Linked DNA regions of Mus musculus: all the other regions are linked to region 4. The links are chromatin contacts, called in public HiChIP or PLAC-seq and promoter capture Hi-C maps. All regions are on one chromosome and are shown on one strand. The core of a region is the stretch at or near the end of the contact, and the rest is flanking DNA. Distances in the headings are between cores, read along the strand shown. Region 1 holds the start of Nhej1 (non-homologous end joining factor 1). Region 2 holds the start of Cnppd1 (cyclin Pas1/PHO80 domain containing 1). Region 3 holds the start of Zfand2b (zinc finger, AN1 type domain 2B). Region 4 holds the start of Ihh (Indian hedgehog). Region 5 holds the start of Cyp27a1 (cytochrome P450, family 27, subfamily a, polypeptide 1).

Region 1 (2,739 bases), core at 37-2,536, 170 kb after region 4:
CAGCCACCTTGAAACGCTGTGTGTGGAGATGGTTATTTGTATCCTGGGCTGTTCCAACAGGATAAACTGGTCTCAGAATGATTAAAGAGTCTTCACTGGGCAAGAGTTTACACTGGGAAAGATTAGACATACAAATGAAGTTGCCAAACCCTCTAATTTCCCTTATAGGCACATCCTGGCATGCACTCTGAAACTCACCAAAATTGAGCTTATTGGCCTAACTGGTTCCGAAGGTCAAAACCCACAAGTCGATGGTTTTGTCTGAATGGGAGGAAGCTGTTTTAATGTGGCCAGGGACAGCTGGCCCTATAAAAATGTCTAAACATCCAGTCTGGCTGCTCCTACCACTCAGCCTGGTCTTGAGGTAAGTATAACTCAGTGAGTCAGGCATGATGGGGCATGCCTGTAATCCTAGCACACAGGAGGCTGAGGCAGGAGGATCTTGATTTGGAAGCCAACCTGGACAACATAGCAAGAGACTTTCAAAACAAAACAAAGTGGTAGAACGGACTGGGGCCTGAGACTGTTCACAGCATGGAGGGAGAAGGAATCTAAGTCCTCTGGGGTTTGACTCCCCGCCCCACACTCCGCAAATTGGTCTTCCATGATCACGTTAACCAACCTCGCGGGTTTAATTTGTCTTTTAAAGGAGAGACTGTGAAGTTGCACGACATTCTACCACTCGGGTTCCTCTCCCAGGGATAGTTCCTAAAATACCCTGCAGGGGGCAGTAAGGTCCTACAGACCATCTGTCGAGCCCACGCCCTGTGCCACCAAAGAGGGCAAACCTTAGGCCCTGCCGCCAAAGGTCACACGCCCCGCCCTCGAGCGCCCTAGGCGTCCATCTGCCCCCCCAACCCCCGCTAGAACTTTGTCGCCCGCCTCTCATTTTTACAGCATCCGCTGCACACAGTTACGGCTCAGGGCCCCAAAGGGGAACAAAACTAATTCATCCCAGCGGGCCAAACACGAAGCCTGCTAAGGAGGGGCTTCACACGACACACTAAAAGGCAGAGGCCGAAAACGGACTGCGCGTGCGCAGGTCCGCCCACTCCGGGAGGTCCAAAGTCGGGCTGCGCGCGGTCCCTTCTGGGAAAAAGCGCCCGGGTCAGGGGCCACTGCACGAGTTTATCTTTGCTTTTCGGCGTCCGGACAGACCCAGATCTCGGCGCCGACACGAAACCAACCCCACCTACCGTCAACGGCTGCGGGAACTCCCACCCTCCTCAAGGCGGGCCTGTCCTGGTGCGCAAACTGAGAGGCCACCCCCCCACACACAACACACTCAGGAAGGCGGGGTCTTGGGTGTGGGCGGAGCCAGGGCCCTGGTGGGCGGGGCCCGAACCTCACTTGTTAACGCCACTCGCAACTCTGCTGCTTTCCTAATTCCTTTCCTGTTGCCCTAAGTTGAAACGAAATACTACTTCTCTCTTGCCTCTTCATCTTTTTTTTATCTGCTTTACATTTTAGTTACTTATTTAAATCTTAAATGCAGGGAGAGGGCAGGGACCCTGTCGTATTCATATCCGTGGATGTAGGACCTTGCTCATGGCAAAGAGTAAATATTTGAATGCTAGAGTTCATTCAAGAAGCCTTGACAGTTTACAGGCAGAAATCTCATTTATTCAGTTCCAACCCGCTAAACCATGGCCTCTGCTCAAGTCTTAAGAGGAGGAAAGGCAGCCCATTTTGCAAGTGGGCCACATCCACCTCCACTGGGACAAAGTATACAGACTCCAGCAAGGTGGCAGTTACTGCTAAACTAAGACAAAAATGGTGGTCTTGATGATTACTGGGACCTAACCCCTTCTCTGCTAGCTGTGGAGTACGATTCCCCAGAGTTAGGCAACAAGTCGGCTCTCTCTCCTGTTTTAGAGGATCCTCCTTCATCCCCAGAGTCTTCAGGCATTGGACAGAGGCAGTGGAGAGGCTGTGGGATGCAGGAACACAGGTTTCTGATGGGTAAAGGAAGCCCATACTCTTGAGCAGCTTTCCTCCTGGATTGCTGAAGCATTTGAATTTCTTGGGCAGTGAAAGAAGTTGGCAGCCTCTGACCTAAGCCTCTCTCAGCCCGTGTACCTGTAAAAGAGGGGTGATCAGGATGGAGAGATAGCTCTTAGGAGCTGGTACTGCTCTTACAGAGGACCCAAGTTCCAAGTCCCAGCACCCATGCCGGATGGCTCACAACTGCCCGAATCTCCAGGTCTGGGAGGATCTACCATCACTGATCTCTACATTTTATGAATGCAAATATCCAAAGACACACATACACACATATGCATAATTTAAAATGAAAATTAAGGTTTTTTTTTTAAGTGAAAAATAAGTAAAGGTCACTGCCCTGCCCAACCTAGGGAGTAGTGACTACCTAGCCACTCCCCTGGGACCTGGTCTCAACTTACCAGATATAGTGTTTTCTAGGAGAAAGCCCAGTAGACCAGCTAAGAAAATGGGTTCTGCCAGCAAAGAACGAAGAAACATATCCAGGGGGCTCCAGCCTACAAAGGGTTGGGGCCAGGCAGGAAGGTAACTGATACTGTCCCAGGCAATGAGTCTTCCCTTTCAGACGTAAACTGCATCTCAAACCAGGGACACATCTCACTAGGCTGCCATTCCATCCCATCTACCTTTTCCCTCTACACACTCCATTCCCCACACTCAGGCCCTGCCCAGATTCCTTTCTCAGCACCATGTTTTCTAAGCACCCACATTCCCTCCAGGTACCCTTTGTCCCAAGCT
Region 2 (2,700 bases), core at 173-2,672, 190 kb after region 4:
GGCATTGCTCTCAACAATAGCCCACTCCAGGGCATAACAAGTAAGAGAGCTCCCATTCCGCTCGGGTCTGGAGGAGAACGCCTGGGAGTTCTGACTCCCAGAGGCAGAGAACAGGCGGACCTCTCACCATGAAGTCTTGGAAACCGGTGAGGGAGAAGGCGCCTTCTTCGTCCAGCAGGAGCCCAGTCAGGTCCATCGCACTGTCAGCCGCCACCCTGCGAAGGTGGAGGGAAAGGGAAGGAATCGTAAGTGACCCCAGAGCCGTGCTCACCCGTTGGCCCACCTCTCCCGAAAGGGCCACCGCCCGACTGCGCGCAGCCTCCTCCCTTCTCGCAGGCGGCCGTGGGACGCCTCTTCCTGTTCCGCGTGCGACTGGGCCTCCCGGCGCCCGACGACAGGCGCGGCGCTCACCAGGCGAACCAGGAGGTACGAGGGCCAGCAGTGTTCTCAGCCCGTGCCGCGTTCGCTAGGCGTTTATAAGCTGCGGGAGTGAGTGTCACCGACGAGTCTGCGCGCCCGGCAGGAAGTGCCTCCTGCCTTGCCCAACCTGAGAGCTCCGGGTCTCCGGAGCTATGAGCACCGGGGGCAATTGTAATACGGTTCCCAGGGGACCGCGACACACCAAGGGTGAACGCGCTGACCAGGCTTTGTAGTCGTGGTACAGATAGTAACGAGCCTAACACAAAGGCAACGCGGCGAGTTGTTTCCTGGGTTTTAGGGAAGACGCACTCAATCAGCAATGCCCAGGAAAGATGAACAAGAAACTTACCGTAGGTGGGAGAACTGTGAACAAGGTGGGAGGGAATCTGTTGAATCTTTATGCCCCTTAGAAGTTTGAAACTGTAACACTCGAATACATACTGTATTCTGTATGGTTACTCCAGCAATTAAATGATCTCAAAAGATATAAAGCCTCAATGTACGATGTTAAACAGGTCTCCCCAAAGCAAACAGCGCCTGGATGTTTTATTTCCAAACACTCCTTCCACACAATTTGCGGCTGAGAGATTTTGGGAAGAGAGAGGGCCGACGCTCCAAGAAGGAAGAAACAACTTTTCGAAGTTGGTGAAGCTGCTTTGAAGTCATTAAAGTCACGCGCTGGTGTTTGTTTATCCGCTGAGGGGAGGGGACTGGAGGCGAAGAGGGTTGAGTAATGGGGATGGCACCGCCCTTCCCGATCCCAAGCAGATTGTAGTCAAGATCCTGGGGGCCTGAAAGCCCACTCACTGCCTCTGGGCAGTGCCTCACGCGACAAAGAGGTCTCCAGCCGCCCTGTAAACACCGGGAGAAGACCTCAGGCCTCGCAGCCTCAACGCCCGCCCCGGATCACCCCTCCAGCACCCTGGAAGCACACCTTCGTGGGTGCAGGATCACGACAGCGGCCAACGCGCACGCGCGGGCGTCCCATCCGGGCTGTTAGGGCACGTCACGTGGCATCGCGCTTCATCACGTGACGCTTGACCGCAGGTTTTTTTGCTCGCCCGTGCGTGCGCCCCCTTCCGTCTGACGCGCCCCCGGCGGCGGCCGCGCAGCCCTGGCTCCTCGCGGGCTCGGGCAGCGGCTGCGGCGCGGTGATGGCGAGCAGCGGTGGCGGTAACACCGGCGCGGGTGGCACCTCGGGGCTGGGCCTGGGCCTGGGGCTGAGCCTCGGCATGGGTGAGGCCACTGGCGACGCGGAGGAGGAGGCGGCCGCAGCCGAGGCAGTGGGACGTTTAGCTACGTCCCTGTGGCTGCGGCTCCGCGGCTGGGAGGCGGTGCTGGCGGCCGCACAGCGACTGCTGGTTTGGGAGAAGCCGCTGCACAGCCTGGTCACGGCGGCCACACTCAACGGCCTCTTCTGGTAACGGCCACGGAGGAGGGGGCGGGGCCGGGCTGCGCGGGAGAGCGGGGGCGGGAGGACCGGGTGCTCCCTCCCTTGGAGGGCTGTCAGCGTCTGGGGCGGTGATCCTGCACCAGGTGGCCCCATTTTTTAGTCTCTTAGTGACTGGGTGAGGCTTAGAGGGCCATCTCCCCATCCATGGGTCTTTCTGTGATTTTCGATGGATTTGGGAGCCTCAACTGAGATGCCTGTCTCCCTAAGGTTGTTGTCTTCGTCGTCCCTCCGGCCCTTCTTCCTGCTCAGCATCTCACTTTTGACCTATTTTCTACTGGATCTCTGGCATCCTCGCTTTCTCCCTGACGTTTCAGGTGAGTTTCTTCATTCCACATGCACTGTATGCACCTGCTCCGTGCATCACCCTGCTACTTGAGGGGAGGCACAGGAAGGCCATTTATCTCCTAAGGCATCCTGTATGCCCTTCCATCGTTTTTTTTTTTTTTTTTTTTTTTTTTAAGAAAATTGCCTGAAATGAGAATTGTTTCTTTTCCAAAATTAATGTTCTTGTGAGTTTAGTAGTCAAAACTATATAGCATTTAAAGCTGGGTTCAGAAACAGCATATCGTACACCTTGTAGTTGGTGGGTAAAGGGAATGCTCTGGACTTCACATAGTGGTTCAGGCCTGGAAGCGAGAGACAGAGGGATTACTGAAAAATTGAGACCAAGAATGTTAAAGAGAGGCAGCTCTTTCTGACTTTGGATCTGTCTCTAAGTGCTTCTTGTATTCTTAACTTACCCCACACCCTTTTCTCCATAGCACCACCCCCTGAAGAACCACACTCTGACAGGTGAGTATAGGCCACCTTTTAAAGAAGATGCCCAA
Region 3 (2,700 bases), core at 164-2,663, 220 kb after region 4:
TCAATCTGGCAGGTTGAGGTTGCTCTTCCTCTTTATTCATTGAGACTAGGCCTCTCAGTCGAACCCAGAGTTTGCTGATATAACACAACCAACAAGCACATGAGTGTGGCAGGCATGTAAGTCGGCAGATGACCCAAGTCAAGGTGTTTGGGTACAGTTAGAGCTGAGAACAGGGCTTCTGCCTGAGGTAGCCAGGAAAGACTGTCTTAATTTCTACCGGTCTTAGAGTGAAAATCAAAGGAAGAGGAGGGGAAAGTTGAGAGGCAGAAACTGGTTTTTTGTTTGTTTGTTTGTTTACTTCACCTGATTACTTGTTTCCACGTCTAGACCTACGGGAAGGTAGAGTGACTACCAATTCCAAGTAGGAGAAGCTGTGTGAGAAGCAAAATGTGCTGAGCCAGGAAGGTCTCAGTCTGTGGTTCCTAAAGGTGTACACCAGTTTAATGACTGCCACTCTTCAAAAAACATTCCAGAACCCCTGAGAATGTGCTAGGCTAGTGTTTTTCAAGTTGAGACATACTAGAAATGTGTTACCATTCCTTCTGGAGCTCCCCTCTGAGTCAGAAGTCCTAGGACCCAGGCATCTGTTTAAAATAGCTATGTAGTGAGTTTCACCTGAGACTGTTGTACTTTAGGTATTATGTGCCAGGCAGGGCCCAGTATGAAACAGGTAGAGCTGATCCTTGACTCTTTGATATATTTTAATTTTATCATTGAAGGGAAGGGTGTGCAGTTCTCTTGGGTTTTTCGTCTTCTCTCCTTTCACTATGGATGTCTCTTTTCACCAGGTAGTCCCCTTTGTGTGGCCGATGCCTCTCTCTCTCTCTCTCTCCCTCCCTCCCTCACCCCCGAGCCTGGGTGTCTCTATGTAGTCTTGGCTGTCCTAGAATTCGATATGTAGACCATGCTGATGTCGAACTCACAAAGATTCACCTGCATCTGCTTTCTGAGTGTTGGGAGTAAAGGCTTGAGACACTGTGCCAGGTTGGTGAACAGCTGATTTCAATGAGGTGACGTGTAAACTGGGATGGAGGGGAGGAGAAGACAGAGCAGGTGTGCTCAGATCATACCGACAAGGGCTAGGGATGTCTTAGAGGGTGAACATCAACACTAAAACCTGGAGAGGAATCTGCACCACTGAGAAACACTGTAACTCCTCACAGAAAAGAGGTAGCCTCGGTCTGGAGAAATGGCTAGAGAAAAGTAAGGTAGTGACGAAGTGAGCAGGCTAAAGGCCGAACTGCTTCCAAACCACCCTTGTCCACCGACACGTCCATCTTTGCCTTCACTGGTTGGTTCTGAAAAAACTCTTCTAAGCTTTACACCCGCTCCCGGGCGTGGCTCAACTCTTCTGGGACTCTCCGCCTGCAATCTACTGTTGCCCGGGATGGACCCGCCCAACGTGATGACGTCAGAGCGCGCGAGCCCTCGGGAGGAGGAGTAGGGGCTGCGGGCCGGCGGACGCTCAGGCTTCGGTAACCTGTGCTGGGCGGGGGAGAGGAAGGGGCGGGGCGGGGAGCCCCCCGGAGTTGCTGTGTTGCGGACGGGGCCCGGAGCGGGAGTCCTTGGCACGCTCAGCTCTCGTTTCTTCCCCGCAGCAGGCCCCGCACGGCCAGGCGATGGAGTTTCCGGACCTCGGGGCTCACTGTTCCGAGCCGAGCTGTCAGCGCTTGGGTGAGGGGCGGAGCACGCGGGAGGCGGGGCCGGACGGCTGGGGCTGGGGACTGCAGGTAGGGCCAGGAGGGTGAGCACTGGAGCTGGAAAGGCCAGGAGGGCGGGGCTCGAAGTTGTGGGCGGAGACTAGGGGCGTGGCCAAATTGATCGTGTACTGTGAAAGAGGTACAGTGTGTTGCAAATAGGGCAGAGTTTTTCCTACCTGAGTAGCAGCTTTGCGCAAGAGGAAAGGACATCTAAGTTTCCTTTGAACCCGCAATCTGACCCATTCTCTGTAGATTTTTTGCCACTCAAGTGCGATGCCTGCTCGGGCATCTTCTGCGCAGACCATGTGGCCTACGCCCAGCATCACTGTGGATCAGCTTACCAAAAGGTGAGGGGGCGATCGTGAGGGTGGCAGGGGTTGGTGTATGGAGAGGAGAGCGGGTGCAGATGCTTTCAGGATCTGTCTATTTTATGTTTTCCCCTCTTAGTTATTGTGTTTCTAAGCCCAGCACTGGGTAACTTTGTTTTTTGTGTATTTGTGAGTGGTATATCCGGGTTCTTTAAGAGATTGCTTGGCTCTCATACTGACTCCTGACCCTTGACTATAGGATATCCAGGTACCTGTGTGCCCTCTCTGTAATGTGCCTGTGCCGGTGGCCAGAGGAGAGCCTCCTGACCGTGCTGTGGGAGAGCACATTGACAGAGACTGTCGTTCTGACCCAGCACAGCAAAAACGCAAGGTAAATAAATAATGGAGGGGTTAGTGAGACAACCCAGCGTAGTATACGGACATCTGCAAACCCAAAAGGCTAGCTCCATGGGGGCCAGAGGAGAAGATGAGTTTCCTAAATAACAAACCCTGTTTCATCTCAGATCTTCACCAATAAGTGTGAACGTTCTGGCTGCCGGCAGCGGGAGATGATGAAACTGACTTGTGATCGCTGTGGCCGAAACTTCTGCATCAAGCACCGTCATCCCCTGGACCATGAATGCTCTGGGGAAGGTCATCAGACCAGCAGGGCAGGGTAATTACCACCAAAT
Region 4 (2,700 bases), core at 55-2,554:
GCTATTCCTTAAGCCCAGAACCAGCCAAGTCGCTGCTCCAGGAGAGGGCAGCGCAGCTAACCAAGGGCACAAGGGAAGGGAAGGCCACGGGGTCCCCGGTGTCCTGAGCTTCTTCGCCTCAGGGATGCCAAACGGCTTCGTAATGACCAGGGCTGGGCTGTGAGAAATGTTAGGCCGAGAGGGATTTCGTGGTTCCCGGAGGCACAAGAGGCAGCCAGGTCCAGGTACCTTCAAGTTCCAGATTTGACCTGAGCTGCCAGCACTCGCGGGCAGAGGGGCCGCCCGCCAACCTGCGGGGCTTGGCAGCGGCAGAAAGCTCCTCTCAAAGACACCGGGCGGGATCCCGGATGCTAACACTCCCGCGGGGTTCCTTGGCCAGCCCATCTTGGGCAGAAAGACACCCGGGATTCACAAGAAGGGCAGGTGCCAGGGGGCGTGCCAGGCAGTCGAGAAAAAAGGTGCTAGAAGAGAGGATAGGGCCGGGCAGGTGGCGATGCTTCGATGGCGCGCTGGGAGGACCGATCGCGCTCACCTGGGTCATGAGGCGGTCGGCACCCGTGTTCTCCTCGTCCTTGAAGATGATGTCGGGATTGTAGTTGGGGGTGAGCTCTTTGAAGCGCTCAGAGCTGCGCGCGATCTTGCCTTCGTAGCGCCCGCTGGCGCCCAGGGTCTTCTCCGGCACGTTGGGGCTGAACTGCTTGTAGGCAAGAGGCACGAGCTTGCGAGGCGGCCTCCGGCGGCTGCCCACCACCCGGCCCGGCCCGCAGCCCCGCGCCGCCGGCACCAGAAGCAGCAGCAGCAGGAACAGACAGAACCGCAGTCGGGGCCGGAGCCAGGCGGGAGACATGGCCGGGTAGCCCGGGAGAGCAGCGGGCGAGGGCGCCTGGTGGGCTGATAGGTGGGCGCGTGGCTGGGACAGCTTCGGGGACTCAGGCGTCTGGGTGGCTCTTGGGGACTCCATGCGGGGGCGCCATGGGCAGCGCGACGCGGCTCAAGGCCGACGGGACTCAGGTGCGGGGCGGGGGCCCGGGGCCCTGGCTGGTGGCGGCGTGCTGTCCCCCTCGGCGCCTCGACTCTGAGCTGCCCGGCTCGCCGGCCGCCAATAAATAGGCCGGCCCGTTTGTTTTGGCAACGCGGCGACGGCGGGGGGCGGCGGGCGGCGGGGCTGAGGGCCGGCGGGCTGGGCTGGGCTGGCCCGGCCGGCGGACTGAAGGGACCCGCGGTTAGCACCCCGGCCCGGCGGTCAGGCGGCTCGGGCAGAGCGGGAGCTGCTGCCGTCTGCGGCGCAGCCCGGGGTCGAGTGAGAGGGGAAATGGAAGAGATCCGGGCTCGGGACCCGCGCAGACCGCACCCTATCCATGTCCCTGCCTCCTGCGCGCTCGACAGCGAACCTGCAGCAAGGGCAGCACAGCCTCCTCCCCCTCCGGCGGGCGGCCCCAAGGCTAGCCAGCCCTGTCCCGCGCGCTCCTCAGCCGCGCGTCCACCCGCCCGCTGCCCTTTGCGCCCCCTGCGCTGCCTGCGATTGTCCTCCTGACGGGCCTCACCCCACCCTGGTCTCTCCTTCCCGTTCCTTGCGGCTCCTGGGAGCCCCACCAGGCGCAAATCTCCTGGACAGGAGATGCCACCCCCACGGAGACCGCAACCCACGTCGCAGCCGGACGCAAGAGGGGGGTAGTGGCCGGACCGCACAACCGCCTACGGTGTCCCCTGCGGAGAAGCAAACCCGAAAGCTGGAGGTCATTCATAACCTGGTGCCCCACCCTGGCCCTGGCAACATTCCCTTTCTCAGCTTGGAGGAGCAGGGTTCTGTATTGACCTGGTGCACAGCTGGGGACCCTATACTGCCCAGTACAGAACTAGGGGATGCGGGTGGAGGCAATGTAGCCTTGTCAGGAGTCAAATAGGACTGGAAACACTGTTAAAAACAAGGGAGAAAGGCCATACAGAATAACAGCCTGAAGTGGGGACATCCACAGAGAGGGAAGAGCACTGAGCGTGCTGCATAAACAACAAACAAACAAACAAGCAAACAAACAAACGGATCCCAATCCACCTGCAGACGGGCACTGCCTGGGAATCACTCGCTCCTCCTCGTCCTACTTCAGAAGTGTTAGAAGCCACGGACTCTGCAGAGACTGCCCGGGAAGCGAATGAGGGTTGTGCACTTTAATAGAACATCCAGGAAGGCAGATGAATTATAATCTATACTGCCCAAACCAGAAGACGCAAGTGTGTTAACGGGCACAGATCACCACCACAATGTCAAATCTTGTGCTGTTTGCGACGGGTTCCACAAATTTAATAAAGTTATAATTAGAAAGCTCAATCTTCCTCCCTCACCCTCACCCTCAACCCCTTCCTTTCTTTACAGATGGAGTCTCTCACCTACGGAGTCCAGGCTAGCCTTGAGCTCTGGATTCTCTTGCTTCCATTTCCGGAGTGCTGGGATGGCAGGGGAGTAGTACCACCATGCTAGACATGCTAGAGAAATCATGATGCTACACACACACACACACACACACACACACACGTGCGCGTGCACCTTCCTCTACCAAAGGAAACCGTGATGATCTATATTTGAAGTTCAAGTCATTTGTTTTGCTCATGTATTTGAAAGAGGCTCTCAGGTAGCCAGGCTGATCCCTTGCCACAGAGTTGAGGATGGCCTTGAGCTACTGGCCTTCCTAACTCTGCTTCTCA
Region 5 (2,700 bases), core at 102-2,601, 240 kb before region 4:
TGGGTGGCTGTGAGCCACCATGTGGTTGCTGGGACCTTCGGAAGAGCAGTTGGGTGCTCTCACCCACTGAGTCATCTCACCAGCCCGGTGGTACACACTTTTAATTCCAGCACTTAGAGACAGAAGCAGGCAGGTCTCTTGAGTTCCAGCCTGGTCTACAGAACAAGGTCCAGGACAGTTGGAGCTACACAGAGAAACCCTGTCTCAAACCAACCAAACAACCCAACAACAACAAAAGAAAACGAAACTTCCAATATACATAAAACAGTTCATGAAACAACACTTGGTTATTTTTCCCCCTTTGGGGCAAATTTTCTGTCCCATTTTATTCTTTTTGCTTTATTGGAATAGTCTGAAGCCAGGCCATGTAGGTAGGCAGTCCTTTTTAAAAATACAAATTTAAAAACTTATGGTATGTGTATGGGTGTGTTTCCTGCATATTGTCTGTGTGCCACTTGCATGCTTGGTGCACACAGAGGGGTTTCGGAGGCTGTGAACTTCCCCTCTGGAAGAGCAGCCATCTCTTCAGCCCTTCCTCTTTTTAAAAAATTGTTGTTATTAGTTTAGTTTTTTTGTTTTTTGTTTTTTGTTTTTTGTTTTTTGAGACAGAGTTTGATTATCTACCTCTAGCTGACCTGGAACTTGCTATGTAGACCAGGCTGACCTGGGACTCACAGAGTTCACTTGCCTCTGCCTCACAAATGCTGAAATTAGAGGCTTGCGCAACCATAACTGGTTCAAAATCCTTAATGCCTGCACTCTGGAGGTTGGGGCAGGAAGGTGGAGGATTGAGCCCAGCCTGGCCTACACGTCTTCAAACAAAACAAAACGGGAAAAAGAAAACAAAATCAAATCCCCAAATCTGTTCTCAAAAGCAGAAATGATACTCTTAAAAAAAAAAAATCCCTAATACCGCAATTTGTTTTGTTTTTCCTCCTCTCTGGGCCTCACGTGACTGCTGTCCCAGGTCCACAATCAGCTTCAGCCTCTGGGGAACAGCAGCGCGTTCCCGGGCCATCTGGAAAGTGAGGGACACCAGAGATGGCGCTCTGCAGGTCAAGCAAAGGCAAGCCTAGCTGGGTGGGGCCTGAGGGACTTGGAAGTTGACTGCTGTGCTCCATCTCACGACTGAGAGCCAGCGAAGTTCTTGAGAGTCCGTGGATGAGGAGGCTGCTAACTCCAGAGAGCTCCCTAGTTCATCTTGTCCACCTCTGCCTGCCTTCTTAGTAGAGGTCTTGCAGCTGGAGAAGGCGGCGTTTGTGTGTTCAGGACAGATCCTGATTGGAAGGGGTTATGAAAGGATCTGGCTAGTCCTCTATTGGCCCGCCCCGGGACCACCTCTGCCTTTAAAGTCGCCAGGTCGCAAAGCCCGAGTTCTGTCTGCCTCCTTGCCTGGATAGGGCTCATAGTCTCTGGATCTAAACTCTTGGCTTCTCGGGCACGATCCATGGCTGCGTGGAGCCGCACGAGGCTGAGATGGACGCTCCTGGACCCGCGTGTGGTGGGCCGTGGCCTCTGCCCACAAGGGGCCAGAGCCAAGGCCACGATCCCTGCAGCCCTCCAGGCACAGGAGAGTACGGAGGGTCCAGGAACAGGTCAAGACCGGCCGCGCCTGCGGAGTCCGGCGGAGCTTCCGGGGACCGGAACGCTACAATTTTTATTCCAGCTATTTCTACAAGGCTATGTGCTGCACTTGCCCGACCTCCAGGTAACCATCGGACAGAGGCATCGCCACCTGGGTCTGGGCACTGGGACAGAAAAAGAAGCTGGCTATGGGAGAGAAGAGGGATAAACAGTAAATAGAACTTAGCTCGCCACTGTCTGAGGCTCGAGCCATAAACTGGAAGGGCATGCAGGGTGCAGAGAGAATCCTTTGAGCTAAAACAGGCGATGGGTGTCACCGATCAAGAGATCATCATCAATGTGGTGGGCACAAGTTGGGAAAGGAAGAGGTTGCGTTGGGAGAGAATGACTCATGCTAGTGTATACAGTGCCCGGTGTTGGGGGAACCCTGTTACTTCAGAGATGCCATTCCCCTCCTGCTTCTTCCAAAGGAGTTAACTTTGGAAGCTACTTTGCAATCTGTAGGACACATTTGTCCACAGAAGAAAAAAACAAAAAACAAAAAAAGATTGCTTCTCAGGGAGTGAAAGAAAACACATTAGGGAGCAGGCAAAGGAATTTCTGATGTAATTGCACCTCGACACCCTGCCAGACGGAGAGGAGGGTGAGGATGGGGACAGAGAAAGAGAAATCCAGCAGCCAGGAAAGTTTGTCTGTGTAGCTATCCCTGTCAGACTCAGGAGGTACTGAGAGATGATTTAAAATAACAAAGCAAAACAAACCATTCCCTGGGACTGGAGAGAGGGCTCCATGGTTAGGAGGACATCTCTCTTTTCCAGAGGACCTGAGTCAGTCAGCACCCTTGTCAGTCAGTTTACAACCACCCAGGGGAATCTGATGTCTCTGCCCTTCCAGGACCATGCACTCATGAGCACATACCTGCTGACACACACGTGCATAGTTAAAAAGAATACAAATTGTAAGCAAGCAAGCAAGCAAGCAAGCAAGCAAGCAAGCAAGCAAGCAAGCAAGCAGGAAGCCTGGCATGGTGGCGCAACACTTACCTTTAATCCCAGAAATCAGGAGGGAGAGGCATTAGAATCTGTATAAATTACAGGCTAGCCCATGCTACATAGG

The links. HiChIP or PLAC-seq counts read pairs in DNA pulled down with a chosen protein or histone mark. Capture Hi-C pulls out chosen DNA fragments and counts their contacts.
Region 1: a contact with region 4 is called in an HNF4G HiChIP or PLAC-seq map of pancreatic cancer cells. The contact joins the promoter of Nhej1 here to the promoter of Ihh in region 4. A contact is called at or near these places in 21 of 39 promoter capture datasets (the 3T3-L1 cell line, 3T3-L1-derived adipocytes, cranial neural crest and 11 more), 2 of 15 datasets of contacts at CTCF or cohesin (embryonic stem cells and stem cell-derived epiblast-like cells), 3 of 484 Hi-C or Micro-C datasets (embryonic stem cells, nephron progenitors and pancreatic cancer cells), 21 of 115 datasets of contacts at active chromatin or transcription factors (Th17 cells, bone marrow-derived macrophages, craniofacial prominence and 10 more) and 5 of 9 other capture datasets (adipose tissue, embryonic stem cells, liver and 2 more).
Region 2: an HNF4G HiChIP or PLAC-seq map of pancreatic cancer cells shows a contact between it and region 4. The contact joins the promoter of Cnppd1 here to the promoter of Ihh in region 4. A contact is called at or near these places in 17 of 39 promoter capture datasets (the 3T3-L1 cell line, the SN4741 cell line, cranial neural crest and 8 more), 12 of 484 Hi-C or Micro-C datasets (embryonic stem cells, muscle stem cells, nephron progenitors and 2 more), 14 of 115 datasets of contacts at active chromatin or transcription factors (the SCID.adh cell line, embryonic limb bud, embryonic stem cells and 6 more) and 4 of 9 other capture datasets (adipose tissue, embryonic stem cells, liver and 1 more).
Region 3: a contact with region 4 is called in a promoter capture Hi-C map of adipose tissue. The contact joins the promoter of Zfand2b here to the promoter of Ihh in region 4. A contact is called at or near these places in 8 of 39 promoter capture datasets (the 3T3-L1 cell line, cranial neural crest, embryonic stem cells and 5 more), 7 of 115 datasets of contacts at active chromatin or transcription factors (astrocytes, bone marrow-derived macrophages, embryonic stem cells and 3 more) and 2 of 9 other capture datasets (adipose tissue and pancreatic islet).
Region 5: a contact with region 4 is called in an HNF4G HiChIP or PLAC-seq map of pancreatic cancer cells. The contact joins the promoter of Cyp27a1 here to the promoter of Ihh in region 4. A contact is called at or near these places in 1 of 39 promoter capture datasets (stem cell-derived epiblast-like cells), 2 of 115 datasets of contacts at active chromatin or transcription factors (embryonic stem cells and pancreatic cancer cells) and 1 of 9 other capture datasets (adipose tissue).

Annotation. Positions count from the first base shown.
Region 1 is chr1:75,123,940-75,126,678 of GRCm38.p6, forward strand. Nhej1 (non-homologous end joining factor 1) reads right to left here and starts at 1,287. Exons shown (of 9, transcript NM_029342.4): 1 at 1,197-1,287. Slc23a3 (solute carrier family 23 (nucleobase transporters), member 3) reads right to left here. Exons shown (of 12, transcript NM_194333.3): 11 at 2,403-2,498; 12 at 1,602-2,079. The coding sequence ends at 1,790.
Region 2 is chr1:75,141,289-75,143,988 of GRCm38.p6, forward strand. Cnppd1 (cyclin Pas1/PHO80 domain containing 1) reads right to left here and starts at 1,423. Exons shown (of 10, transcript NM_026977.3): 1 at 1,355-1,423; 2 at 770-1,272; 3 at 128-215. The coding sequence starts at 196. Retreg2 (reticulophagy regulator family member 2) reads left to right here and starts at 1,498. Exons shown (of 9, transcript NM_170755.2): 1 at 1,498-1,840; 2 at 2,081-2,187; 3 at 2,635-2,665. The coding sequence starts at 1,575.
Region 3 is chr1:75,167,233-75,169,932 of GRCm38.p6, forward strand. Zfand2b (zinc finger, AN1 type domain 2B) reads left to right here and starts at 1,414. Exons shown (of 10, transcript NM_001159905.1): 1 at 1,414-1,475; 2 at 1,599-1,674; 3 at 1,953-2,047; 4 at 2,268-2,399; 5 at 2,533-2,684. The coding sequence starts at 1,620.
Region 4 is chr1:74,950,368-74,953,067 of GRCm38.p6, forward strand. It overlaps Ihh (Indian hedgehog), which reads right to left and starts at 1,305. Exons shown (of 3, transcript NM_010544.3): 1 at 533-1,305. The coding sequence starts at 847.
Region 5 is chr1:74,712,184-74,714,883 of GRCm38.p6, forward strand. It overlaps Cyp27a1 (cytochrome P450, family 27, subfamily a, polypeptide 1), which reads left to right and starts at 1,352. Exons shown (of 9, transcript NM_024264.5): 1 at 1,352-1,708. The coding sequence starts at 1,448.